Linked DNA regions of Mus musculus: regions 1, 2, 4, 5 and 6 are each linked to region 3. Evidence: chromatin contacts called from public Hi-C, HiChIP or PLAC-seq and promoter capture Hi-C data. All regions are on one chromosome and are shown on one strand. Each heading gives the region's core, a stretch centred on a gene start, on an enhancer-like site or on the middle of the called end of the contact. The rest is flanking DNA. Distances are from core to core; before and after follow the strand shown. Region 1 holds the start of Spo11 (SPO11 meiotic protein covalently bound to DSB). Region 2 holds the start of Rae1 (ribonucleic acid export 1). Region 3 holds the start of Rtf2 (replication termination factor 2). Region 4 holds the start of Zbp1 (Z-DNA binding protein 1). Region 5 overlaps Gm40011. Region 6 has its middle 4.1 kb from the start of Gm36337.

What was found. Promoter capture Hi-C pulls out the DNA fragments that hold promoters and counts their contacts. Hi-C and Micro-C count contacts between places; a contact is called where the count stands out from the background. HiChIP or PLAC-seq counts read pairs in DNA pulled down with a chosen protein or histone mark.
Region 1: a promoter capture Hi-C map of pre-B cells shows a contact between it and region 3. The contact joins the promoter of Spo11 here to the promoter of Rtf2 in region 3. A contact is called at or near these places in 4 of 39 promoter capture datasets (the C10 cell line, the HPC-7 cell line, cranial neural crest and 1 more) and 3 of 115 datasets of contacts at active chromatin or transcription factors (embryonic forebrain, large pre-B cells and memory CD8 T cells).
Region 2: a contact with region 3 is called in a Hi-C map of rod photoreceptor, with 5 times the contacts expected there. The contact joins the promoter of Rae1 here to the promoter of Rtf2 in region 3. A contact is called at or near these places in 5 of 39 promoter capture datasets (the C10 cell line, cranial neural crest, maxillary cranial neural crest and 1 more), 4 of 484 Hi-C or Micro-C datasets (muscle stem cells, natural killer cells, neutrophils and 1 more), 6 of 115 datasets of contacts at active chromatin or transcription factors (embryonic basal ganglia, embryonic forebrain, embryonic midbrain and 3 more) and 2 of 9 other capture datasets (adipose tissue and pancreatic islet).
Region 4: a promoter capture Hi-C map of pre-B cells shows a contact between it and region 3, with 3 times the contacts expected there. The contact joins the promoter of Zbp1 here to the promoter of Rtf2 in region 3. A contact is called at or near these places in 2 of 39 promoter capture datasets (liver and pre-B cells) and 1 of 115 datasets of contacts at active chromatin or transcription factors (memory CD8 T cells).
Region 5: an H3K27ac HiChIP or PLAC-seq map of T-cell acute lymphoblastic leukemia shows a contact between it and region 3, with 4 times the contacts expected there. The contact joins the enhancer-like site here to the promoter of Rtf2 in region 3. A contact is called at or near these places in 5 of 39 promoter capture datasets (the C10 cell line, the HPC-7 cell line, hippocampal neurons and 1 more), 1 of 15 datasets of contacts at CTCF or cohesin (large pre-B cells), 6 of 115 datasets of contacts at active chromatin or transcription factors (the 230-238 cell line, T-cell acute lymphoblastic leukemia, double positive thymocytes and 3 more) and 1 of 9 other capture datasets (liver).
Region 6: a contact with region 3 is called in a promoter capture Hi-C map of pre-B cells. The contact joins the enhancer-like site here to the promoter of Rtf2 in region 3. A contact is called at or near these places in 5 of 39 promoter capture datasets (the C10 cell line, the HPC-7 cell line, cranial neural crest and 1 more), 2 of 115 datasets of contacts at active chromatin or transcription factors (forebrain and large pre-B cells) and 1 of 9 other capture datasets (embryonic stem cells).

What each region holds. Positions count from the first base shown.
Region 1 is chr2:172,978,525-172,982,840 of GRCm38.p6, reverse strand. It overlaps Spo11 (SPO11 meiotic protein covalently bound to DSB), which reads right to left and starts at 2,999. Exons shown (of 13, transcript NM_012046.2): 1 at 2,817-2,999; 2 at 749-862. The coding sequence starts at 2,947. It overlaps Gm52538 (a long non-coding RNA gene), which reads left to right and starts at 3,721. Exons shown (of 3, transcript XR_003953974.1): 1 at 3,721-3,763.
Region 2 is chr2:172,998,737-173,003,129 of GRCm38.p6, reverse strand. It overlaps Rae1 (ribonucleic acid export 1), which reads right to left and starts at 3,013. Exons shown (of 12, transcript NM_175112.5): 1 at 2,754-3,013; 2 at 377-471. The coding sequence starts at 466.
Region 3 is chr2:172,438,026-172,442,496 of GRCm38.p6, reverse strand. It overlaps Rtf2 (replication termination factor 2), which reads right to left and starts at 1,919. Exons shown (of 9, transcript NM_025542.2): 1 at 1,758-1,919. The coding sequence starts at 1,826.
Region 4 is chr2:173,216,655-173,221,301 of GRCm38.p6, reverse strand. It overlaps Zbp1 (Z-DNA binding protein 1), which reads left to right and starts at 2,380. Exons shown (of 8, transcript NM_021394.2): 1 at 2,380-2,560; 2 at 4,294-4,530. The coding sequence starts at 2,527.
Region 5 is chr2:173,083,632-173,087,851 of GRCm38.p6, reverse strand. All of the region lies in intron 2 of Gm40011, which reads right to left. Among named protein-coding and RNA genes, the nearest start is that of Gm40011, 3.0 kb to the right of the region's middle. RefSeq lists an enhancer at 1-1,205. Within about 2 kb of position 1,846, at least 25 of the 459 cell types and tissues checked have an H3K27ac peak or open chromatin away from gene starts, as enhancers often do. A contact at or near this core is called in T-cell acute lymphoblastic leukemia, where this site is marked.
Region 6 is chr2:173,044,661-173,049,183 of GRCm38.p6, reverse strand. No RefSeq gene overlaps it. Among named protein-coding and RNA genes, the nearest start is that of Gm36337, 4.1 kb to the left of the region's middle. Within about 2 kb of position 2,478, at least 135 of the 459 cell types and tissues checked have an H3K27ac peak or open chromatin away from gene starts, as enhancers often do. A contact at or near this core is called in the HPC-7 cell line and pre-B cells, where this site is marked.

The DNA of each region.
Region 1 (4,316 bases), core at 1,750-4,249, 540 kb before region 3:
ACTGTCTAGTTTATATAGCAATCCTGTGGAGCACGGATTTTGTAAACCTGCTAATTTTTTACGGGGCAAGTGAAGAGGATGAAAGTAATAACACGTGACTGTAGCTCTAATTCAAACAAATTGAAATAACAACATAGGTACTGAATTTTAAAAGAAAACTTCAGGGCTGGAAAGATGGCTCAGTGGTTAAGAGCACTGACTGCTCTTCCAGAGGTCCTGAGTTCAATTCCCAGTAACCACATGGTGGCTCACAACTGATGCCTTCTTCTGGTGTGTCTGAAGATAGCTACAGTGTACACATATTAAATAAATAAATAAATAAATAAATAAATAAATAAATACTTCAGGGGCCAGGCCTGGTGGCACATGTTTTTAATCCCAGCAGGGAGATTTGAGGCCAGCCTGGTCTACATTGTGAGTTCCAGGCCAGCTAGGGAGTATAGTGAGACTCTGTCTCAAATAAATGAGACTTCAGGGGCTGGAGAGCTGGCTGGGCTAAGAGTGCTTGCTGCTCTTATATAGGACTGAGTTTCAGCTCAGTTCCCAGTATTCAATATCAGGTGGCTTCCTAAGAGTCTGTAATTCCAGCTCCAGGCAATCTGACATCCTCTTCCGTGGAGACTCACAGGCACATGCACTTTCAGACACACACACACACACACACACACATACACACACACACACACACACGCAGGAGCACGAACACACATCTTTTTAAAACAGAGAAATAAAATTGCAAAATGCCCACATTATGTTTTCCCAGCTCGATCTGTTGTCTATTGTGAAGGCAGGCACTTCATTTCTTGCCAAGCTTTTGATTATGTCTTGGATAATATTTTCTATAGCTGTAAGAACCTCAGAACTGAAACAATAAACACAGTAAGATCTAATTTTATACCATGTAACATCTCCCAGATCAATACAAAGACAACCTCCCAATCCCCACCCCAACAGGATTTCTCTGTGGAGCCCTAGATGTCCTGGAACTCATTCTGTAGACCAGGCTGGCCTCAAACTCAAGAGATCTGCCTGCCTCTCTTTCCCAAGTGCTGGAATTAAAGGCATGGACATCTACCACCTGGCACAATTTCTTTATTTCATCATATTTTTGTTGTTTTGTTTTGTCTTGCTTTTGGAGACAAGGTCTCACAAGGTAGCAAAGGCTAACCTGGAACTCACCATGAAGTTCAGAATGGCCTCAAACCCACAATCCTCCCTTGCTTTCCTGGATGGTGGGATTGCAGATGTGGACCACCCCTCCTCGCTTCTGTTTGTCTCTTTAAGCCTTGCAAACACATGTCAGTAACCATCTCTCTTACCAAATTCTTACCTTGGCATGGATTCCAACAACTGTTCTCATAGCGCTTACTTACAAAAAATTAGATTTACCTGTAAATTCCTCTTTCAAAGAACCCTTTTGCATTAATGACGAGCTAATATAACTTACAAATACATTTTTTATTTGCTCACATTAACTTACTTCAATGTCGCTGAACTTCAATACAGACTTGGCTTGAAATACTACTGTAAAAATGTTTTAACTGAGGATGATGTAAGACTAGCTTTGAACTTCCTTCCCAAGAATTCAATGCAGAAACATTAACACACATATACGCTCCTGCAAGTGAGCAAGCGCGCTCGCTCTCACACACATACATACTTTCTTATAGCACATTGCCCTAAAATTGATATCATGACTAAAAATTAACCATCTTAAATTGTAATGATTCAAAAGGAAAAAAATTAATCACTACAAGAAAAGAAAAAAAAATGAATTTTGTACTAAATAGTTCACTTGGCCACAAAAAAATCATGCCTCTTTACCACAAAATATCAAGACTGAACCCAGCTTTCTCCAGCTGGCTGTTAATTTCACAAACCATCAGTTTAAAAAAAATATATATCTCAATCATTTTAAGCAACATTGGCACATTGCCTAAGGAGGAAAGCCAAGCTAAACAAAGAAGATGGGCAAAATGTTGAGTTTTAACAACCACACAATTCTCAACGTTTCTACTGTGTGTATGTGGGGGGGGGGATAGATCAGAAAATGGATTTTAAAACATTTACTATTTTCTAACACAATTTTTTTCAAAGTTTGGAATAGGCTGAGACAAATACTGAAGGTCAAGATATAGTCAGGTGAACCGTAGGAGAGTCTCTGTAGTTGGTTGTGAAGAAATTACTTACAATATGTTCATCTGTTCCCTTCAGGTTAAAAAAAAAAAAGTCTTATTATAAATTACTTAAAATGTGATGATGTCCTTGTTAGTTCTGAGAAATTAATTAGTGGTAGTTCAGAGAGTAAACGCTTTTCACTTTCTCTTTCCTCTTCTATCCCTCACTCCCAAACCTATTTTACACACACACACACACACACACACACACACACACAATTTTTTTTCAACATGGGGTTTCTCTGTCTAACAGCCCTGGCTATTCTGGAACTACTGATTTCAAACTCAGAAACCTGCCTGCCTCAGCCTCCCGGTGCTGAAATTAAAGCCCAGCTTTCATTTAAAACAAAAACAAAAACAAACAAAACAAAACAAGACAAAGCCCCATAAATCCAAAGCAAGTCTCAAGCTCTCTGACTATAAAGGACACTGATAAACCTAGGAACTAAGCCAGAGCGGGGCGCCTGGAACATTCTAGAAAACATCTGGTGTGTACAGGGTCCCGGTCACCACCAGGGAGCACTAGGGAGCACCGACTTCGGGGCTCGGACGTGGCCTCCGACGCTCTCCCCACGGAGGCCACCTCGGCGCCACGAGGAACCTTCCCGGGCTTTCCATGGCCCTGCCGAGCTGCTGTACCTAGAGGCCACGCGGGTGGCCCCGGCAGGGGTCTCCCCTGCGCCTCTCTTCACCATGGCCAACAGGGAAGCCCTGTGCCGATCCAGGGCGTCGAAGAACGAGGCCTCGGGCCCCATAGGCGCGAACGCCATAATGGCGGATGCGGAGCCGCTCTGAGGCCTCCTGCCCCTGCGAACCTTTCCGCGCTCTAGCCACGCGCATGCGCACTGCACCACTGACCGCGGGACAGCCCGCGGAGCAGAGTGCGCAGGCGCAGGGGCCTCTGAGGCGCCCCCCCAACACACACACACACACACACACACACACACACACACACACACACACACACACACACACACTACCCTTCAGGGAGGACATGAAGCTCTCAGATGCAGATCTCTGGGGTCGAGGTTTTCTTGGTCTGATAACTTAGGGGAAATAATACTTGCAAAGCTCTTTTGGGGGGTCATTTGGGGAGGTAATAATTACAACTTTTCACTAGGACGGTCATGGACCTGGGGATAGGTATGGGAGAAGGGAAACATTTCTGCCTGGTTTGGCTTCCTGCCTCTGTACCAGGTCCTCTCCACCTGCCTCCTCCTGTGTGCCGGGATTAAAGGCTTTTTACTGTCCAAAACATGTTTGGGATTTGCTTTTATTAAGAAGATTGTCGTTGGGGAAAGCTCGGCGTTAAGAATTTTAATGCACTTGTAGAGAGCCTAGGTTCATTCATTTCTTAGGACCCCCGCCAGGCAACTCATATCTGCCTAAAACTACACTTCCATGGGACCTCATGCCCTCTGGCCTCTGTGGGTTCCTGCATGCATGTGGTACTCACACATAAAAATATTTTTTTAAAAAAAGTGAATTTTTAAAAATATATAAAAAGTTGTTGCTTATCTGAAAATAGTATTTCCATCCTAAGCCTTAATAGCGTGAATATCACTTCCTCTCCTTGCAGACCTACGGTAAGACATGTCTCGCTTTATTCTCTCTGAGCCTTCTAGAGCAGAAGGTGGGATTTCTGAAGTCCTAGAGGAGCCTTGACTCTTAGAACCGTATCCTTAACAAAGAGAGACTGGGATGAGGTAAAAAACTGACTGGACCAAAGTGGCTTGAATCAAGGTGTATGAGAGATGCTGGGACTGATCCCGTGAGAGCCACCTGACCACAGGCCCCAGTTGATAGTTTTTATTTCTAATAGTCTAGTGGCAGAAATAACAGCCTCCTCTCTGCATGCCCATGCTGAGGCATCCCTTCCCTCTGAGGGACCAGCCACACTTCCCTATACTATTCTGTAGTATAGAATAGAGTTTATTTAGGGCATGGATGGGGAAGGGAGTTGAGAGAAAGGGGGGGTGGGGATAGAGGAGTAGAGGCTGGCTATGAGCACATGGGGGGGAGGAAGGGGGGAGGGAAATGGGGAAAGAGGGGGAAGAGGGGAAGAGAGCAAGGACAGGAGAGCAAGAGAGAGAGAGAGAGAGAGAGGAGGGGGCAAGCAACCCCTTTTATAATGAGTCA
Region 2 (4,393 bases), core at 1,764-4,263, 560 kb before region 3:
GCTAAAAGAAAGGCACCAAGGCGGCATTTGCACAAGGCGGCTCCCACCTGCTCCACCTGTCTGGCCAAGCTGCCCCACGCCTACCCCAGTCCTAGCTTTCCTGCGGTACAGACAGACAACAGGACATTCTCCAGGTCTGTTGTGAGAGCCACACCACATTATGCAGCAAGCTGGCCCTGGGAAGCTCCGGCTCTCTCAGGTGGCTTGGCAGTTGTAATGAGGACATGTGAGGGCAGGACACCAGCTCTGCTGAGGACGAGCTATGTGTGCCGGGGTTCCTCAGCTTCATCTTGTGAGAGAGACCCCCACCCGATTCTCTTCACCCAACATGAGGCTCCCTGGCTCTCTGCATGCCCTGTGGGGGTCCAGGTGATACCTTCATTGGATTGTGGTTATCTGTGGTTGTGCTCCCAAACATGCTGGTCCCACCAGTCCCAAATCCAGAGGTTGATCCAAACAGACTCATGTTGGCTGGAAAACACAAAGTGGAAACCATTAAGGACTGGCCCCTCTTAGGTACAAAGTACACAGTAGAAACTAGCACTGTGGTGCTAAGCCAGCCTTGCTCTTTAGAAGAGATTTAAATATTCCACAAGCAGAATGCCTAATAAAAGGAGCCGTTCTCAGAGGCAGGCAGATTTCTGAGTTCGAGGCCAGCCTGGTCTACAAAGTGAGTTCCAGGAGAGCCAGGGCTATACAGAGAAACCCTGTTTCAGGGGGAAGAAAAAAAGCCGCTCTGCCCAGCATAGTATAATCAGAACACTTGGGCAAAGGCAGGTAGATCTGAGGATGAGGTCAGCCTGGTCTACATACTGAATTCCAGGCCAGACAGGGCTACACAGAGGCTGTGTCTGTGCACACACACACACACACACAGAGGCTGTGTCTGTGCGCGCACACACACACACACACACACACACACTATTATTTTTAGAGCATTGTTAGCCTCTGGAAGCTATGAAGGAAGACTTTCCTACATCCACATCTACTTTACTGTCTAGGGAGGATGCCCTTGCTAGCACTAGGGCACCAACGCAGACATATTACAGTGCTTCAGTCAGCAGCTAGGAAAGAGGTATCACTCTCCAGAGTCAGAACTGCACACTGGGCACCCAGCAGTGGGCAGAGGGGCCTCCTGTGCCCAGGGTCCCCCTTCCTCTCTATTTTAGGTCAATGTCTACATGATGTTACCTAGAAAGAACAACCAGTTCTGGCAGGTGTTCCACAATTTCTCAGGGCTTTAAGAAAAGCAGTTCATGCCAGGCAGTGGTGGCACATGCCTTTAAATCCCAGCATTTGCGAGGCAGAGGCAGGCGGATCTCTGAGAGTTGAGGCCAACCTTGTCTACAGAGTGAGTTTCAAGAGAGCCAGGGCTACACAGAGACCCCGTCTCAAAACACCAAAAAAGAAAAGAACAATCCAAAGCAATCTACTTTGGCCCACTGAGTACTGAAGGTCTGGTGTGACGGTGTAGACTTGGAGCCATCGATAGTCAGCACTGCTTTCTTGAGCGTGGCAGTCTACCGGGCCCTACCGTCCCTCGCCATGCCTCATCTTCCGGCTGTCCTGAAACAACAGTGCACATTCTCCAGGCTCCTCTGTGGCTGGTGAGTTGGCTCAGGTAGTAAAGACACTTGGTGTGCAAGCCTGGAAACCCGAGTTCGACCCTCAGAACCAACAGAAAGGCAGGCGAGAACTCCAAAGTTGTCCTCTGCCCAGATGTGGACTGTGACACGCATGCATGGCCATACACACAACAGGCAGAGAAAGTTTAGGGTTAGTCAGGTGAGCTGGCACAGGTGATCTCTGCACTTGGGAGGCAGGGTCAGGAGGAGCAGGCCATCCCTGACTGTACAGAAATCTGAGGACAGCCTGGTCTACAAAAGAGCCCATTTAAAGAAAAGGATTTGCACGGTCTAACACTGAATGTAATTGACAACTGTGTCGTTGCCAAGGAAACCATCTGTGCACTGTGACTCCAGACTCCCATATGCTTTTGCCACATTTCAAGCTGTTACTAAAAAGCAAATTCTTAAAACCCAGACTTCCACCAAGTCAGCCACCTCTCCAAAAGCGAGGCTAAGGCCCGAGCAATCCACAGCCTAATGAGGGTCGCTTCCTTAAAATAACAAGGAAAGGGAAACTGCAAGGAACTGTGGGAGCGCATTTGACTCCTGCTGCCTTCGAGACAGCCACGATGTGTCAGAGCCACCATAAGGTGCACATTCACGTCTCAGAAGACGGCTCGGGAGACAACTCTCGGGGCTGAGGACTACAAGCCTGTCTGTACAGGGAGAGGGATGCACAGACACGCAGCCAGGGCTATGTTTCTCCGGAGCGTGAGTTAGTCTTGATTTTCACCGGAAAAACTAACTCCTCCATCCTGGAGTTAGGAAACGAAACGACCCCCAGTGTGTGCTGGGATCCGCACGCTCCTCTCCCGTGCAATTTACTTGAGGACTTAGTTTCAGATCACCATGCGCACGTGAGAAGAGCAAGGGCGTACCGGGTGCCCTGCAGCGGGGGTGAAGAGGCGGTCGGACCTCTGGCAGGCAGCGCAGCCATCTCTCCAGCTCCCGTAGCTCTCAGGGGCCTTTCTCCTGGCTGACTGGGTTAGCTCGGGCTGCTCCCAAGCGTCCGACCACGCCCGCCGGCTCGGCCGTGCCCCTCCCATCCGCGCACGCCGCGGTCCCCCACCGTCCCCTCACCCCCGTGGCCTGGGCGGTGTGCGCACGCGGAGAGGCCCGGCCTACCTAGCGGAGCGCACGGGGTCCGGCTGCAGAGAGGGGCTCGGTCTCCTCACGCGGGCCCGGGCTTCCCGGAGGGAGCGCGGCGGCCGCCTGAGGAACACGCACGCGGCGGGGCCCGAAGCCACGGACCTGCTCTGGCGCGGGGCAGAGGGGGCGCAGCCGGGAGACCCCAGACCGCCGAGTCGTCCGCCTCAAGCCGGTGGAAACTGCCCCGTTACCACAGAAGCACCGCGCACGCGCCACGAGCCACTTCCGGGACTGCCCGGAAAGCGTCAGAGCACGGCGTCCCGCCCCTCTCAAGGCGGGCGCACATGCGCAGAAGCCCTGCTGAGGGCGAGAGGAAGTGTTTATGCCAGCAGTTGTGCGTTTGTGGAAAGTCGGCCAGCGCAGTTGCCAGGCAACTAGTTGAGAGAGGGCGTTGTTTTCGCGTGTGTATCGTTATATTGATTGTTGTTTAAACGTCTAAAGATGATCGTGGAGCCGAAGAGATGGCTCAGCGGCCAAGAGCAGTGGCTTCTTGGGGAAGACCCAGATTCTATTCCCAACACCTACTGGACGGCTCACAGGTCCAAGAGAACCAACACCAGTTCTTGGAGAACTGACGCCCTCTTCTGGTCTCTGTGGTCATTGCACGCAGTGGTGCTTAAACTTCTTCAGGCAACATACTCATATACATGTAAAAACAAAAAACAAACAAACAAACAAACAAAAAAAGAGTTCCCCAGCTCAGATCTAGCACTGTCCTCTGAGAGGCTGCCTACTTGGAACATCCCGAGCGGTATGATAAGGGGAATGGTTCCTACTCCCTGAGATGTTTAAGATTTATTTCCGTGCATGGATGTTGTCCCTGTGTGTATGTATATGCACCACATGCTTGGGGAGGCATGAAAACTGTGTAGGAGCCCCTGGAACAGGAGTTACAGATAGTCGAACCATCATGTGGGTACTGGGAACCGAACCATGGCTCTCTTCAAGAGCAACAAGTACACTTAATTACTGAGCCCCATGTACTAATAGGTCAGTATTAAGCCTGTTTGAAACACAAAAGTCCTGCTCTATGAAACATTCCACATAGAGTGTTTAAGGTGTCAGATAAAATGACAACATAGTTAGCTAGATTCCAGAATGGGGGTTCCAATGAACCAATCAGGGAAAGCGGTTTTAGAGAGAGAGAAAGGACAAGTGTCAGTGAGGAAGAACAAAATGTGATTGGTCCCTACAAAATTAGTTTCCTTGTTGGGCAACTTGGCAGGCCTTCCAATCCCTGCACGCAGGAGGTAGAGGCAGGGGGTGGGGGGGGGCGTCTCTGTGAGTTCTAGGCCAATCAGAACTACACAGAAATGTTCTGTCTCCAAAACAATTTTTAAAAATGTAAGGCAGGAACAGGGTTACAGAACAATGGAATAAAAACTGGCCGCTGGTTACCTGTCTTAAGGGACCTCAGTACAACACAGAGGAAACAGGCCTGTCTAGGACACTTGGTGATCATCTACTTACTCCCATCCCCTGAGAAGTCAAATAACAAGGTTTAGTTAGCGTACATAGTGTTTGGTTTGTCGTCGTCGTGTTTATTCCTGTTGGGGCTCAGGGGAAGAGTTGGGTCCAGAGTAGAGGGCTCCTTTAGGTTGGTTTCACAGGGCATT
Region 3 (4,471 bases), core at 670-3,169:
TTTTGTTTGTTGTTTGTTTTTAATTGTTTGGGTGTGGTTGGCTGTTTTTTGCCAACTCTTCCATTACTCCATGTCAGCCCTGGGCACAAGACAACAACAGTAAGATGAATACTTTATGCACACTTGAATGTGACATGTTGGCCTGGTCCGAGGGCACTCTGTCCTCAGACTTTCAACATATGCTCAGTGGATGTCTATAATGTGCAGAAACATCTTATAGACTGCAGAGCTAAGACATGCAAGGATCCCAGAGCACATGGGAGAGAGAGATACATAGTCGATAACCACAGAGGCAGGGATCATAGAAAAAAAAAAAAAAAAAAAAAGGAAAGCAGCAGAGGGGGCGGGCCTAAAGAGTGACTGCAGCTGACTGTGGTGAAGGCTGGGTGGACAAATGAGGGGAAAGAGCCAAGCAGCACACACTGTAACCAGCACTCCGGGGGCTGGGGCAAGCCTGGGCTACCTCACAGCAAGACCTTGCTTCAAGTGGCCCCTCCCCCCCAAGTCATGATGTCACTATGAGTGAGGAATGTTCAGGACGCTGGGGCAAGGTCTATGGTATCTAGAACAGAGTGAAAGAGCTAAAGAGGGGCAGAAGAGAGGGCAAAAAGACAAGCAGAGGTTTGTTCACACAGGACCCAATGGAGTTTATTAGGGATGTGTCAGGAAGTTATGCAGTGTCTTAAGTACAACACTGGATGGGATTCACCTCCCATCCCAAAGTTCTCTGAATGTTGGATCAGGAAACATGATCCTCCCCGTGCTGGGAACTGTATCGGGGGCATTCTCTCCCCGTGCTGGGAACTGTATCGGGGGCATTCTGTGCCTTCTATTATTAAACAGTCATCATCAACACTAGCTTTGAAATGCACATAAATGGATGGGGACAGTGGTTCATGACTCTAGGCCACGTCAGTGGTGTTAACTAACTTTGCGGCATTCAATTTCCCATCCATTAAGTACACACTTTGCTCAATGTCTTGTAAGATTTACAGAATGCCCACGCATTTATTCAAAAATATTCACTGTGGCAGAAACTGTGCTAGTTCTGGAAGAAAAACAGTGCACAGAGTTCACCAGGAGGAGCTTGCAGTCACGTGACCATCAGCTGGGCTCAACCACCAATTCAGAGTGCTAAGAGCTGATAATTAGTTTAAGAAGGGTGTGACTTCACAAAGGGGAATGGTTTGGGGAGACTTTAATACACAAAGCTCAGGCTGGAGAGATGGCTCCGTGGTTAAGCCTGTGTACTGCTCTTCCAAAGGATCCGCGTTTGGTTCTAACAGCCAAGATTAATGGCTCACAAAAACCTGTAGCTCTAGCTCCCGGGCGTCCGATGCTTTCTTCTGGCCTCCTTGGATACCACACTCACACACAAAACATTTTTAAAAAAAGTATTATTCAAATACCAAGGCCTGTTGGCCAACACCTTTAATCCCAGTGCTCAGCAGGCAGAGGTGGGAGTCCCAGCCAGCCAGGGCCACACTGTGAGAGCCTTTCACAAAAACACACAAAGTCCATAAATAGCATCTATCACCGTGATCGTCGCTAGCTACAGATACGTTCCAGTCCTGGCTGGGCCACTAACTAGCTCTCCAGTCTCCGTCCCGTTCAACGTTAATGTTTCAAATCAACACAGCGTCTGTGGGGAGGATCCCAGTCTAACCGTACTGTTCAGTGCCTGCAAACAGTAAACCCTCCACAAGCGCTGTGACCACCGTTCATCCCGAGCCCCGCAGCCCGCAGTCCCCACTGACCTTCTCGACCTTCTTCGGCCCCTTCACCAGCTCGTGCCTCTTGGGGATGGTGCCTCCGTCGCAACCCATCCCAAAGCCGAAATCAGAAACCGTAGCAAAAACCAGAAGCCTTAGCAAAGACGAGAAGCCGTCGCTTCCGGGGTCTCTGGCGAAACCCTACCTACTTCCGGCGCTCCTTGATGACGCACACAACCAGCGCGCCGCGAAAGGGGCGGGGTCGCCGCGCGAGGCCTTGGTCCACACCAATTGTCTTGAAAATCTTGTCCGGGAGTTGGGCGTGGTTTCAGGGCGACGTGCTGGAGCATCCTTGGAGTGCGTCCACTTCCGGTCGTGGGCGGTCCCTGTTTTTTCCTCTGTGGTTCCGTAAGCTTGGGCCTGAGGGAGGACGGGAGAACATTTGTCGGGGTTGTCCCGAGGTCTGCGTCTCTGGCATTTTTGCAGACCAGTAGTGCTGTAAGTCTAAGGAGGAGATGGCCGGAATCTGTCTTCTCAGCTACCTCTCATGTATTTTAAATCCAGACTTAGAAAAGAAAAGACGTTGTGGGTGCTAGAGGGATGGCTCAGTGGTTAAGATCACTGACTGCTCTTCAGAAGTTCTGAGTTCCATTCCCAGCAACCACATGGTGGCTCACAACCATCTATAATGATATCTGATGCCCTCTTCTGGTGTGTTTGAAGACAGCTACAGTGTACTCAAATACATAAAATTAAAAAAAAAAAAAAAAAAAAGACGTGGTGGGTGGGCCTGCTTGTGCGCTACCTAACTGCAGATGCCTGTCGAGGCCTGAAGAGGGTGTTCTATCTTCCTGGGACTGGAGTTGATATGGTTGTGAGCTGCTGGGGTTCTGGGAATCCATCCTGTGCTTACTCAAAGAACAGCAAGCATTCTTAGCCACTGAGCGCCTCTCCACCCTGTATCCAGATGTATTTTGGGCAGAAGCTAGGGCTACAGTGTCTCCAACAAGCTTAGAGTAGCCACTCATCCCATTGTACCAGCTACAGAGATTAGTGCAGACAGAGAAAGGGGAGGGTGATCATATTGGGAAGAGAACAAATAAGGGGTTCAGTGACCCCCTAGTCTGCCTTTGGGGTACTAACATGAGCTGTAGGCCCAGAGGAACAACAGGGGCAAATGGTATGCATAAGTGAGCAGTCCTGGGATAAGTATGGCCTCCTTCATTTCTGTGTCTACACCAGTCCTGCAAGGTGGCCATTCTGAAGCCCACACTGCTTAAAGTGACCAGATAGTCTCAGATGACCATCTTTTCTGCCTTTTCACCCTCACTTAGGGGAGTGCTGTGTCCTCTGGGACTCCAATGCTCCTGGGATCCTAGGTGGTTGCAGGCCTAAGAAGTGACTTACTGTGCCTTCAGCTTTATGACACTAAACACCCTCAACTTGTCGATGGCTCTTTCAAGGGAGAGAGTCACACGTAGGTGTCTTAACAGTAGTTCTGCATCTGATTTTGTGGCTTCTGAAATTTCATAGCTCAAAGGATGCAACTTGCCACAAAATGCAGAGATCAATCAAAGGTTAAAGCCAGGTGGTGGTGGCGCACGCCTTTAATCCCAGCACTTGGGAGGCAGAGACAGGCGGATTTCTGAGTCTGAGGCCAGCCTGGTCTACAGAGTGAGTTCCAGGACAGCCAGGGCTATACAGAGAAACCCTGTCTCAAAACAAACAAACAAAAATTAAGTACAAAATTAGGAACTGGCTCTCTTAGTTTCCTGCCATGGTTGTGTTGCCCCGGTTTAGGGGTGAGAGGAGTGTGCAGGTTCAGAGAACCCCAAAGGCTCACAGGTATTCTGTCCTTAGGGAAACATAGTCTGGCAGTGGTGGTGGTTTGCGGAAAGGTGGAAGTGCCTGTGTAGCCAAGGGTGATCTTGAACTTCTGATCCTCCTGCCTCAGTCTCTTCAATGCTGGGATCACAGTTGTGCACCACCACACCCAGTTATGCCCCCCAAGGCTTTGTGTGTAATAGGCGGACACAATATCCAGTGAGGCAGAGCCTCAGCTCTTACATTATTTTAACAGCCCTGGTGTTTTTGTTTGAGACACGCTCTTACTATGTAGCCATGTCTGGCCTGGAACTCACTATGTAGACCAGGCTGGCCCTAGAACTCTTGGAAATATGGCTGCCTCTACCTCTTGAGTCCTGGGGTTTAAGGGATGTACCACCATGCCTGGCTTAATGTAGTTATTTAATGAATCTCTTTAAAAGGAATACAGTTTCTAGGCCCCCTCTTCCTTCTCCTCCTCCTCCTCCTTCCTCCCTTTTCCTCCTCTTCTTCCTCCTTCTACTCCTTCCTCCCCTCCTCTGTCTCCTTCTACTCTTCTTGAGACAGGGGCTTACTGTGTATCCCTGGCTGGCCTTGAATTCACAGAAATAAATCTGCAAACAAAAATGATTTGGTCAGTTATGACACACTTCTCTCTGTGAAAAATTCAAACTAACCTAGGTGAGAGTTTCCTTGCCTCCTATGTCCCTTAGAATTTTCCTTTCTATCTTTCCTGCCTCAAAAACTGTGTATTAGAATTTTCAAAAGTCTTTAAACTTATTTTCATTTTATGTGTTTGAATGGTTTGCCAGCATGCATGTACGTACGTAGACTACAGCTCAGGTGTGGAGGTTGGAGAACAGTTTACAGGAGATGGTTCTATCTTTCCACTATTTGGATCCTGTGGATCAGCAAGCACCTTTATCCACTGACTT
Region 4 (4,647 bases), core at 1,131-3,630, 780 kb before region 3:
GTAAGACTCAGTCCTGTCTGATAGGATACTAGTGGAAAGTATGTGCAGCCTGCAAGGTGTGTTCTCCAAAGGGAGATATCTACTGTGTTCATTCCATTCTGCTGCTGTAATACACGGAACACACACACACACACACACACACACACACACACACACAGTTATTCAGCTTACAGCTTCACAGCCCCATCACGTAGAGAAGTGACATTAGAACCTGAGGCAGAGACCTCGGAGGAAGGCTGCTTACCGGCCCATGCTCACCCAGCTTTCTGATGTACAGCCCAGGACAACCAGCCTAGGAACGGTGCTGCCCACAGTGGTCTGCGTTCTCTCGAGTCAGTCATCAATCATGATATTCTCTCATACCGTGTCCACAGCCAATCAGCTCTGGGCATTCTCTCAATGGAGACTCCCTCAGGTAGCTCTGTATTCAGTAGACAACTGAAGCTACTCCCCCCTCCCCCCTCCCCTCCCCGCTCCCCGTCCCTTACTCCTTCTTCTAAGAAGGACTGCACACAAGATAGGTAAAATTCCAGCAACCATTCTAAAACTTAAGGCAAACCCATATATAGGCTACAAATGGCAGAACAACAGGATAAAAAAGAACCTGGGTTGACCGACAACACCAAGTCTGGGGTGTCTGCCAACTGTTGCAAACAAGAGCAGCAACAATAACAACAACAAAAAGGCACATCTGTGCCATCTAATCGACGGTAGGACCAATGTTGGCAATTAGTTTGGAATTTTTTCTTTTCTTTCTTTTAAAAAAGATTTCCTTTTCAATTTTTTTAAAAAGAATTTATTTATTGGAGCTGGAGAGATAGCTTAGTGGTTAAGAGCACTGACTACTCTTCCAGAGGTCCTGAGTTCAATTCCCAGCAACCACATGGTGGCTCACAACCATCTGTAAGGGAATCTGATGCCCTCTTCTGGTATACACGGTACATGCAGATAGAGCACTCATATACATGAAATAAATAAATAAATCTTTTGTTTTTTAACATTTCTTTATTATGTGTAGAGTACTCTGGAGGAGTCAAGTGGCATTTTCACAGGGGCTACCTAAGACCATTAGAAAGCACAGATCTTTACATTATGTTTCATAACAATAGCAAAATTATGGTTACAAAGTGTTGATGAAAATCATTTCTATGGTGGGGATCACAACGACGTGCAGAGTTAGGATGGTTGAGAGTCACTGACCTAGGAGGCTCTGACTCCTTCCAGGCAGGTCAGCTAATGTAAGGAAGGGAAGGGAAGGGAAGGGAAGGGAAGGGAAGGGAAGGGAAGGGAAGGGAAGGGAAGGGAAGGGAAGAGGAAAATGCTGAAGAAAGGAGTGAGGAGGGCATGTCCTGAAGCCCTGCTAAGTCTGGAGCCACCTTGGTTAGGGACCAAGCAAGACCCCCTGGGCAAGAGGCGGTTGGTGAGCATGCGCCACCTAGTGGTCAGTTTTCAAATGGCGCCTCTAGGGAACCTGGGCAGTGTCCCTCAATGGGGCCAGCTGAGAGTTCATTTAAAAGCGACTTTATTTATTTTGGGTGGCAACAGGCAGTGCGGTTTCTGTTTTCCTTGGCTGGCTCTGCAGGCACTGTTTTTCCTCCCTGGAAGTCATAAAAAAATCACTTGGAAATGTTAATATTTTCCCATGCACAGGCCCATCCTAAGCTGTGTAGACCTGGCCTGGTCTTGGTCCCTTGGTGACCCTTTCAGGTTCTGTAAGGTGAAGCTGACTGGGGACCTGCCACCTCCTGCTTGCTTGGCAGACATCCTCCAGGCACATCACCTCCTTCTAGTCTCCAACGACTGCTGCTGTCTTGCCCTGTGCACCAGTGACCTGCACACCAGACAGGTACAGAGGTCCCAAGATCATGGCCTCTGCACTCACCCCACCTCCACCCTGTAGCCGGGACCCAGATTCTGGGATTATTGTGAGCTGAGTGGTGGACACAAGGCCATCTCTGTGAGCCCCGATCCCCTCTTACGTAATATGGAACAGAGAAGTGTCTGAGCTGTTCACGGGTCACTGAGAATTTATGAAAGTGAGAAAAGGGGCTCTTTTTCTAGAAGGTATGTGAGTAGATGGTACTACACCTGCCTGTGGGCATGTGGGGGAGGCACAGTAGGTGCCTTTTCCTAGATCTATCTTCCTCCTCACAGGGCTTTCACAGAGTTCTCTTCAGATAGAGCTCTCCCGGTGGGAGACCAGTCTCCACCCCAGAGGCCAAGACTCCTCTCTTCTCTGTCACACAGTCATCCAACTCCAGCTTGCTCACCCACCCCGATTTCAATTTCGATTTCGACACCCTTTCTTTCCGAGAACCACACCAAAGTTTCATTTTCTCTTTCTTTGAAAAGCTGGAGGGCGGGGAGGGGATGGAGCCAGATGGGTATTTGTTTCCGGGATGGTAACAGCTGGTGCCTGCAGGTCCAAGCAGCCATTCTTGCCTGTGGATTCAGAGCCCCAGGCCTGACCACAGTGCCAGAAACTGCCACCCCCTGCCCTAAAGGAGCCCCAAGGCTGCTGTGAGCATGGCAGAAGCTCCTGTTGACTTGAGCACAGGAGGTAAGCTAAACCTCTTCCTTCACCTCGCGTGGGTCCCAGCTGATGTTTCTAAGGCTCCTAGCTCTTTCCTTGGCCCAGACAGCAACAGGATTCTGAGGTCACCACAGGGAAGTCAGCTTGCTTCAAGGATCCTGTGCCCCAGATCCTTCATGTCACCTTACCTCATTGATGAGGTCACCAAGGCCTGTGACAGCCCTCGGGCTCCGAACTGTCATTTCAAGAGAGGACTTTGCTTTGATAAGGAGATGTGACTTTGATTTTACATTCAAGCTCTTCTCCTGCCCTATTTGAACCCTTGCTGAGACTACATACCCTGTCTAGGGGCTTCTGGGCTATGGGAGGCTGCGGGGTGCAGGGCTGTGTGAGGCTGCCATGCTGTGGGCAGGATTTAGTTCACTGCTTTTCTTCTTCATCTTTTGAAAAGCACTTCATTTTTGTTTTTTGTTTGTTTGCTTTTGTTTGGTTTGGTTTTTTCGAGACAGGGTTTTTCTGTGTAGCCCTGGCTGTCTTGGAACTCACTCTGTAGACTAGACTGGCCTCGAACTCAGAAATCCGCCTGCCTCTGCCTTCCAAGAGCTGGGATTAAAGGCGTGCGCCACCACGCCCAGCTGAAAATCATTTCTTATTTCAACATACTAGAAGTGGTTGCTCAAAAGCTATCAGGGAGGAGCCAAGCAAAGACCAGAACTAAGGTCACCTGGTTCCCATGGTTTCCTTTCACTGCTAACCTTTCCAGCCTGTCACCTGCAGCCTTCTGCTTTCCAAAGTCCCACTTTCAGACCCTGCAACCAGTCCTTCAAGTTCACCCTTTGGAGAAGGCTTGGCCTGCCTTGTGTGTCCCTAGGGGCCAGTGGGAGAAAGGAATGAAGGAGAGGCCACTACAGGGCACACTCCCCAGCAAAGGTTTTACAAGGCAAGGCAAAGCCAAGTCAGGAATAGATGCTCAGTGCTATAATCCTTCCCCCAACACCCTCCTCCTCCTCCACCCCCACCCCCAGCCCCACCCTGGGGTGGGGCTGTGGCTGAAGCAGGAGGATTGCTATGAGTTCCAGGCTAGCCTGAGCTAGACTTTGTCACAAGAGGAAAGAAAGAAAGGTAGAGGCAGACTCATGGATAAGCAGACAGACGTGCTGGAAGGGACATGAGGTGGAACTTGGGGATCCTCAGGGTTAGACACGGAGGAGGAGGCTGGGTAGCTAGCAGGGGTGGAGGGCTCTGGGAGGAAGCCTTCTGGAGTTGGCAGGCAGGCATCTGGAAGATGACATTGAGGCTGGGTTAAAGAGCTGAGCTGGGTTTTCAGGACTCCTGCTGTATCAGGCAAGGGAGGAGAGACCCATTTTTCTTATCTGCTGGGCTCCTGGGCTGGGAACACCCATGCCTTCGATGTGGGTGCTGAGCAGGAGAGAAAGGGACTCCTGGCCAGGCTGAGAGGCCATCAAGACACCAAATAGGGACTTCAGGGCTAGACTTGGTTTCCTGCCTCTCCCTTTTGTTCCATCGTCCGAGAGTTGGGGGTTCCTACCTGTTTGGGTTCCACATAGTACACAGGGCAGGCTGTATACTATTTTACCATTTGGCCACCCAGACATCTAGTTGTGGGGTGAGGGGCCACCTGACTGACACCCTTGCCTCTGGGTGGTGTCGTCGTTCCTGTCTGCTTGGCCCAGGTCACAGGTGCCTTCTCTGCTCTGGGGACTAGGCTTAACTCAGCTCTTCTCTGGGTTCCTCCCCAGACAATCTGGAGCAAAAGATCCTGCAGGTGTTGAGCGATGACGGCGGCCCTGTGAAGATTGGCCAGCTGGTGAAGAAATGCCAAGTGCCCAAGAAAACCCTCAATCAAGTCCTTTACCGCCTGAAGAAGGAGGACAGAGTGTCCTCCCCAGAGCCTGCAACATGGAGCATAGGCGGGGCTGCTTCTGGAGATGGGGCTCCTGCAATCCCTGAGAACTCCAGTGCCCAGCCTAGCCTTGGTAATCTGTCATGTAGGCAGAGCAGACCCCCCACACACACTAAGCTCTCCTCCCCCCTACACGCACATTAAGAGCCACGAGGCTTGGCTTCAAATCTGAGCTTGGCCATTCCCTCTC
Region 5 (4,220 bases), core at 597-3,096, 650 kb before region 3:
ACTGCCCTGCAGCCTCATCTTCACCCTCACCCCACCCCTGTCTGGTCACCTGCCAGGCTCTGGTGGACATGCATATTGTGTTAGCTTTGCCGTTCCCAGGGCTGGCTGGAGCTCAGGGGTGACGGTGTCTTGATTCTCTCTGGCTGCTCAGCATCCCCAGGCTTCCCCAGCAGCGGCAGCAGAGCCCTGTCAGCAGCAGCTCACTCACCAGAGCCCGTTCATTCATAGTGCCGAGACTCCTGAGATTTCTAAATTTGGTCAGTGTTCAGGGCCGTGCAGGGTGCCAAGCGCTCGCTGCAAGCTAAAAATACCAGCCAGGTCTGGGGTGGAAGCCGCACGCAGTACGGTTGGACGACAGTGAGGGGATCTCAGGAATGCAGACAAAGTGTCCTGTTCTCTTCCACAGCCTGGTCTGTCTAGATGGCATCGACACTGTGGAATGACCAGCCCCGGCCATTCTAAGTGACAAGACGCAGGTTACAGAAGCTGCCTTCCCAGATGGTCAGATACTCGGCTTAATTCCCAGATCTGGACTGCACCCTGGGGTCAGGTTCTGAGACTTACCTTCAATTCCTGTCTTAAAACGAAAAATATATATATATAAATTAGTAGCTTGTATTGCAGCCCAGGAGGCAAATGCTGAAGAAGCTGAGGCAGGAGAATCGTGAGTTTGATGACAGCCTGAGCTACATACTAGCAAGCTGACAGAGTGCTTGCCTAGCACAAAGCCCCAGTTCAACTCCCACCATGAGCAGAGTGTTGGGGCCAGGCCTGTAATCTCAGAACGTGGAGGCAGAGGTTCAAGGACATCCTTGACTACATAGTAAATTCAAAGACAGCCTAGGCAAAAACCAGAAAGAAGAGCTGGAGAGATGGCTCGGTGGTTAAGAGCACTGACTGCTCTTCCAGAGGTCCTGAGTTCAACTCCCAGCAACCACATGGTGGCTCACAACCACCTGTAATGAGATCTGATGCCCTCTTCTGGTGTGTCTGAAGACAGCGACGGTGTGCTCATGTAATACACACACACATACACGCACGCGCATGCATACACTCATGCATGCGTGAGTTTTATAAATAAAATGACACAACCAAAGACTGCTTCTTGGAAATGGAAAGCCAGTGTTGCCTGTCCGCAGGGACAGTGGCTGAGGCGATAGATAGTGCACAGCAGACTAATAACTGCTGCCGTTATTGGTGCTGACCGGCAGGCCTCAGCATTTCTCTAGGCCAGGAGCTTCTGCAACGGTCTCCAGTGTCACCTCACTGACCTGGGCACCAGCCCATGAGTGAGGCACAATAGCGTCTGTGGGTACACAAGAGGAGGCCAGGGGTCAACCTCATGTGTCGTGTGTCTTCTCATGTGTTGTCCACCTTTGCTTGGTTGGTTCTTTTTCAACTGTTCACAAACTATATCATTATTATTATTATCATCATTATTACTATTAAAGATTTATTTATAGACGGACAGTGGTATGCCTACCTTTAATCCCAACACTTGGGAGGGAGAGACAGGTGAATCTCTGTGAGTTCAAGGCCAGCCTAGCCTACAGAGTCAGTTTCAGGACAGCCAGGGTTACACCAAGAAACTCTGTCTTGAAAAAAACCACACACATACACACACGCACACACACAGGTATATGCTGGGAACTGAACCTGGATCCCCTGCAAACGTGGCGAGTGCTATTGTCCGTCTCTGCGTCCCAGGTGGTGGGTTATGAGCTTTTTACGCTTTTTACGTTAGTCCTGGGGGTCAAATTCAGGTCTTCCTGCTTGTAAGGCACTGCTACTGCCTGAGCCATCTCTCTAAGCTCCTCTGAGTCTTCAGACAGCAGAGGCTCAGGATGTGGTGAGGATGGGCCCACCCACTCTGCGCTGGTATGCCTAGGGAAAGCCCCCACCCCCACTCCAGGTGGCTCAGTCTGAACTTGCTTCCTGTGTTCCCTACATCCAGTTGCTCATTCCAGTCTTTGCGCTACATTAGACAAACGTCCATCTCGTTAATGTGTGATGTTAACCAGCTTTCATCTTGAATAGGAAAATCGGGGCTGGGGATGTGGGCAACTTGGTAGCATGTTTGCCCATCATTCAGGACACACTGGGTTTGCTCCCCAACACGACATAAAATCAGGTGTGGTGACGCACACAGCTCTGGGGAGGTAGACGCAGGTGAATCACACATTCTAGGACATCATCAGCTCGGTAGTGAGTTTGAGGCTAGCCTGAGCTAATATAAGACCCTGCTCTCTCTGCCTCCCAAGAAAGGAAGAGAAAAGGGGACGGTAGGGCCCACATCCCTTCAAGGGCACACCCATATTTAAGACAGGGTATTTGTTGAGTAGCTCTAGCTGGCCTAGAACTTGCTATATAGACAAGGCTGGCCTTGAACTCACAGAGATCATCTTGGCTCTGCCTCCAAAGTGCTGGATCTAAAAGCATGGGCCACCATGGGTGGACAAGGACCCCACCTTCTGAGGGTTCTACCATCTACCACTAACTTCATAAGCCTTTTGAGGGAGATCTAAGATTCAACCTAACACTCCTATCATGGTGCCCGATCCACACCTACAAGATCTACCGATCAATGAGGCTGCAGCCACCACTGAGGAGGGCAGGGGCAGATGCCTCGACCTCAGCGTGGGAGACAATGTTGGTGCAACTGAACACTCCTTGAACCAATGAATGATGGAGTAGGTGAATGGAGAAAGACAGCAAACTCAGAATGTGACCACAGCCTGGGTCATCTGCGGGACTCGGGGTGGGTGGGGGTTGGGAGGAGGTGTCTCCCAACCTCATCTTGGCCATATCCTCTTGAGCCTCTGTTGTCGCATGACCTGGACGTGGAGCGCCAGCTCAGGCGGTATGTACTCACCGTGCAAACATAAGGCTGAGACTGAGCACAGCACACACGTATGTAAAAAGCTGATCTTGCTGGCTGGTGCTCGTGATCCCAGAACTCACAGGCAGATCCCTGGGGCTGGATGGCCATGTGGTCTAGCCTGGTCTAGCCTACTCAGTAAATGGCAGGTCCCTGTTAGAGACTCAGTCTCAAAACGAAGGTAGACAGTAACTGAAGGACACCCGAGATTGACATTTCTATGGAAACTAAGCAGTAACGGGTGGGAGCCGTGTATCTGCCTTTAATCCCAGCACCTGGGCAGGGGAAAGCAGGCCTGGTCTACACATAGAGTTTCAGGTCAGCCAGGACTGCATAGTCAGACCCTGTTTTTAAAGGGGGGGGGGGGGGGTTGCCAAATTATATAAATATCAAAGACATTAAAATAAGTGTCTCTATGATTTATTATCAGTAAATGTTTACTTGTTTACCTGTTTATATTATTTATATAATCCCAATGATATAAAAATTTCTCCTGTCTTGAGAGGCTGGAGAGATGGCTCAGTGGTGAAGAGCTCTTCCAGAGTTCTTCCCAAGGACCCGTGACCAAAGCAAAGTTTAAAAGACAGCATTTAATTGGCGACTCCCGAGGTTTACCGCCCTAACCATCTCGGCAGGGATCAGGGCAGCAGCCAGGTGTGTGAGCAGGGTGGTGCTGGAGCAGCAGCTGAGGGCTTAAATCTTTTTTTTTTTTTAATATGCATCGGTGTTTGCCTGCGTGTGTGTCGGTGTGGGAGTGTTGGGTCTTGAAGTTACAGACAGGTGTCCCATGTGGGTGCTGGAAATTGAACCCTGGTCCTCTGGAAGAGCAGCCAGTGCTCTTAAACACTGAGCCATCTCTCCAGTCCCAAGCTTACGTTCTTATCTACAAGAGGAGGCAGAGAGAGAGAGAGAGAGAGAGAGAGAGAGAGAGAGAGAGAGAGAGAGAGAGAGAGAAACTGACTGTGTGGGCTTTTGAAACTTCAAATTCCACCCCTACCCCCACACACCGCCCACCACTTCCACCTCCACCCTTCCTCCTACAAGGCCACACCTCTTAATTCTTAAACAGTTCTAACCACTAGGGACCAAATACTCAAACACGTGAGCCTGGCAGGGGAGGGGCCATTCTCATTCACAGAATGAGTGAATCGAGTCAGAGGCAGCAGGCAGTACACAGGGTCAGAGGCGCTGGTGATTGGAAAAGAGCAACCCCACCTCAGAAGGGCTCCCCAGTTCTGCACAGCCCCCTTCCTCTCACTCTGTTCTCTCAGTGACCCGCCCTTCCTGGCCCCTGGAGGGAGCTCCCAGACGGTAAAAGCTGCTTGATAAAGGGCTTCTGATT
Region 6 (4,523 bases), core at 1,229-3,728, 610 kb before region 3:
GCCTCTGAGCAGAGCCAGGGATTCGTGTGATACCACATCTGGCTTTTCAAGGGGGTCTGGGGATTTGAACTCATGTCCCTGCCCCTCCTGTTTTTCTACAATACCATTCAGACACTGTTGCTTCTGAGTTGTCTCCTTGGCTGGGACAAGGCCATGGGGTTGGCTACACAGAAGCTGGGAAGCTTCATGGAGCATGTCTGATCCGCAGGTCTGAGCCTCAAAATCTGGTTCATTTTGGCAAAGTCTGTGGCTTTCCTTGTTTTCACTTCTGATGTAAGCAGGGTGGGCAGGGCATGTCAGACATTCTTTCCAGCTACAAGCTGTGCCCCTTCTGAGTGACAGAATAACAGAATTCCCTGGGGATGTGCAGGCTGTATGACCTCTGGGGTCACATCTCTCAATGTCACAGGGCAGGGCCCCTGAAAACCAAACTTTAAATTTGTATTGAATTCATTTATTTATTTATGCATTCATTCATTTTTTTTCCTTTCTATAGGGAGGGCACACACACACCACAGTTCATGTAGTGGTCAGAGGACAAGTTCCACCAGGTCACTTGGTGACAAATACCTTAACCCTCTGAGCCTATGGAAAGGCCAAGTGCCCGCCCTAGTCCCCGCCCCAGCTCCGTCATCTAGACGACCCTCCCACCCCGTGACTGAGTGAGTTCTTCACTGGTACTGGTCGTGACAAACCAAAGCCACCAAGGCTGAGACAAAGGAATTGTCTCCTGCTCTTGGATCAGCAAGTCCAGAGCCACGGGAGTATCAGGTGCTTTTCCTGGTTGCAGGGACCACCACCCCAGCCGTCTCTCTCCTGGAAGTCCAGAGGCCAGAGGTCAGAGCAAGCCACTCCACCAACTCACTACGGTGCCGGAACCCTTTCTCTCTTCCGTAGTCATCTTTTGTGTCAGATGCTGCGTGGGCAGGAGGTCCTGACTCACCACCCCCACCCCGAGTCCCACCATTGCATAGCTTTCTGCCACCTCATGGGTGTGAGTTAAAGATCCAAGTCCTGTAGGCACCCATGCACCCTGCTGGTGCCCATGCTGGTGGGATCGCTGCCACACTCCTGGAAGCCACCAGTACTCGAGTGTGGAGCGCGTCACTTTCCTGGGTGAGAGACACTCACATCCATCCTGTCTGCCTTGGGTCCCCACACAGCCATGCACACTCCTCCCCACCCCCCATAGTTCCAAAACCCAGCCTTTTCCACCCCAGCTTTCCAGCATTTGGAGACTGTCCTGGCCCCTGCGGTGTTTGTGTCCCTGGCCTCCAGCAGGTGGTCATCTGTGCTTACTATGGCTCCAGATTTCACTGGTGTCGGGGACTGACTCCCTGGGAGACGCCCTGGACTACTGCAAACACCTCCAGCCTCTGCTCCCTCCCAGTCATCCGAACCTAACCAGACAGAGCGACCATCCATGCATGACTGGTGCCTCTCTGGGTGGCAGAGCGGCTCTTTCTCCATATTTGGAGTCACTCCTGTCCTGGTGACCCACAGAGGCTTCTCTAGGCTGAAGCCACCTAGTCTTCAGCTTGTTGGCCAATTGCCAGGCAGCCCCTGTCCTATCCACCCCACCCCCCCCCACACACACACCCCACCACACCACACCACACCACACCATACTTTTCTAAGCCTCAAGCTCCTCCCACACACTCCTGGGTTCCAGAGGTACTGACCAGAGATCTCTGCTCCCCTCTCCCCCAATTTTTTTTTAAAAAACATTTATTTATTTACTTATTAGGTAGGCCAAGCCCTGTTGTGAATGTGGAGGTCAGAGGACAACTCTTGGGAGTCAGTTTTTGCTTTTCACTGTGTGGGTCCTAGGATCAAACTCAGGCAGAGCCATATCGTCCCCTCCCCTTAAAAAAAACACTCCAAAGTTTCCCAATGGTCAAGCCTGTGTGGCCTCATATTCTATGGGGCCAAAGTTGACTTTTGAGCTTCTGACCCTCCTGCCACCCCCACCCCCAGTGCCCTGGTTATAGCTATGCACCATGCCCGGTCTATGCATCATAAGGAATCCAACCGAGGCAAGCACATGCTAGGCAGACACTCTACTAACTGAGCCGCATCCCAGCCCCTGGCTTTTTCTTAAATTACCATTTGTGGTTTGAACTTCCACTTCCCCCACAACTGTGCTCTGGCCTCGCAAGGTCAGGGGCCCTATCTAGGTCCCCTACTCTTTTGCCCTGGGTCTACCACGTCGTGGGTCTGGAAGACCCTCAGGAAACACAGGGTCCTTGGAGGAAAGAACGGTCTGGCTGCACTCCCTCCTTCAGTCCAGGATTCCGGAGGCTTGGAGACACAGGAGGCTGGGTGCTTTGTGCAGCCTGCTGCTAGCACAGCTTGCAGGTGCCCCTGGCCTAGGCACGAGGGGAAGCAGGTGGGAACTTCCTTTCAGCTCAGGAAGGAGCCACAGGCCCAGCCACGCCCGGACTCTGAGCCGGAGAGGCTGTAGCTCTAAATATAGCCAAAGGCTGTGCAAGGAAGTGGTGGCTTTGATTACCAGAGGTTCAGCCCTCTCGGCGGTGAGCACTGTCAGCCCCAGGAAAGAAAATGGAGAAATGAACCCCTCACTGCGAGGCAGGGGTGTCTGGGTGCTTCCTGGGGACAGCAGGGTTCGCCGAGTGAACCCCCGAGAGCAGAGTGGTCCCTGTGCTCTGAACCAGCTTAGAGGCTCTGGGCAGGACAGAGAGACTGAGGTGTGGGTAGGGAAGGGAGTCCCTTAAGCTGGAACCAGGGCGAAGCCTCTTAAGGGCAAGCGTCCAGGAGTCACCTAGGGTTGGTGGCATATGCCTCTAATCCCAGCACTTGAGAGGCAGAGGCAGGAGTTCAAGGTCAGCTTGGTCTACAGAGAGAGTTTCAGGAGTCAGAGAGAAACCCTGTCTCGGGGGGGGGGGGATGTTAAAATAGCAACGAGCTGTGCTTAAGGCCTAAGTATATATGACCTTTGTGTATAACCTGACTCCTTTCCAAGGAGTAAACTTACATTGCTCTGAGGACCTCACAGGCAGACTCTGAACTGTTCACAATGCACACATCCTCCTGTGGCCACGGCTTCACCCCACAATCCCATCAGTGGACTCTCAAACACCCTTTGAGAGGGAGCTGCAGAAGCCCCCAATTCCGATACATGGCTACTGTAAAGACATCAAGGGCTGGAGAGATGGCTCAGTGGCTAAGGGCACTGGCTGCTCTTCCAGAGGGTCTTGGTTCTGTTCGAAGCACCCACTGTGTGTCACTGCAGTTCCAGGGGGCCAAGAGCTCTTCTGCCCTCCATGGTCATGGCACACACATGATGCACACACACTCCTCAGGCACACATACATACCTGTGAATAAAAGTAAATACACCTAAAACTGAAACTATACACATTTCATCCCACGGGTCTCTCGAGAAGCACACATCCACGGTTCTAGAGGTTGTATTCAGCTTTTCCTAAGGGACTCTTGTCTTTCCCCTTACCACCTGTGCTAACGTCTGTGTTAAAAATCTCTTCATAAACTCCAAGTTTGCTTCTTTTTGTTTGAATTTGGGTTTTTTGTTTTGTTTTGGTTTGTTTTTTAACTTTATTTATTTAATGCATGAGTGCTCTGCTGCATATACATCTGCCTGCCTGAAGAGGGCATCATATCCCCCTATAGATGGTTGTGAGCCACCATGTGGTTGCTGAGAATTGAACTCAGGACCTCTGGAAGAACAGTCAGTGCTCTTAACCGCTGAGCCATCTCACCAGCCCTGTTTGATTTTGTTTTGTTCTTTTTGTTTTCTGTTCAAGCCAGGGTTTCTCTGTGTAACCCTCGCTGTTCTGGAACTCCGTCCTGGAATTCACCCGTGGCAAGCGAGATGCTCCAAAGAGTCTGCACGGCCGTTCACTCAGTTTATGGCAAAACAATGGAGTCCTGACCGCATGAAGGGTGCACGGCAGAATCACCAGCGTGCCACGCAGGCTTGTACCCCCTATCCTCATGATCTGGCGATGTGGACAGTCACTTGAAGTCGCATGAAGTCACGTGAGATCACATGTACATGGAACATGCAGCCGTGTCCCAGAGAGACAGCCAACACAACGGCCTTGAAAAGACTGTCTACAACGCAGAAAGACATGAATCCTGTCCACTGAGTCACCGTGTGCATGTCACACGCCCTCTCTGACTCTTGGTCCTCTAATGGGAGGGGCTGCCTCCAGAGCCTACAGAGAGAAAGGATGTGGAGTCCTGCCTGGTCACACAGAGCGGGGCTGGCACCGAGTTCATCTGCCTGGAGAGGAGTGAGCTCTCCGTAGCTGGGCCGCTGGGTCAGGAGGCTCCCAGGGAGCTGGGGACTCGGTGTCCTTCCTGAGGGCCTTGTGGGGGTTGGAGGCTGGCATGTTCAATGGCTACTTTTTGGCCCGTGTCCTCAGGTCACTTGGGGCGGTACCAGGCAGGCTGGCCTATACCCAAGAGCTCGTCCCAGTCTGGCCTGTGACGCAGACTCTTGTGAGCAGTGGCCTCTTGTGGAAGGGAAGGTCCCCAGCC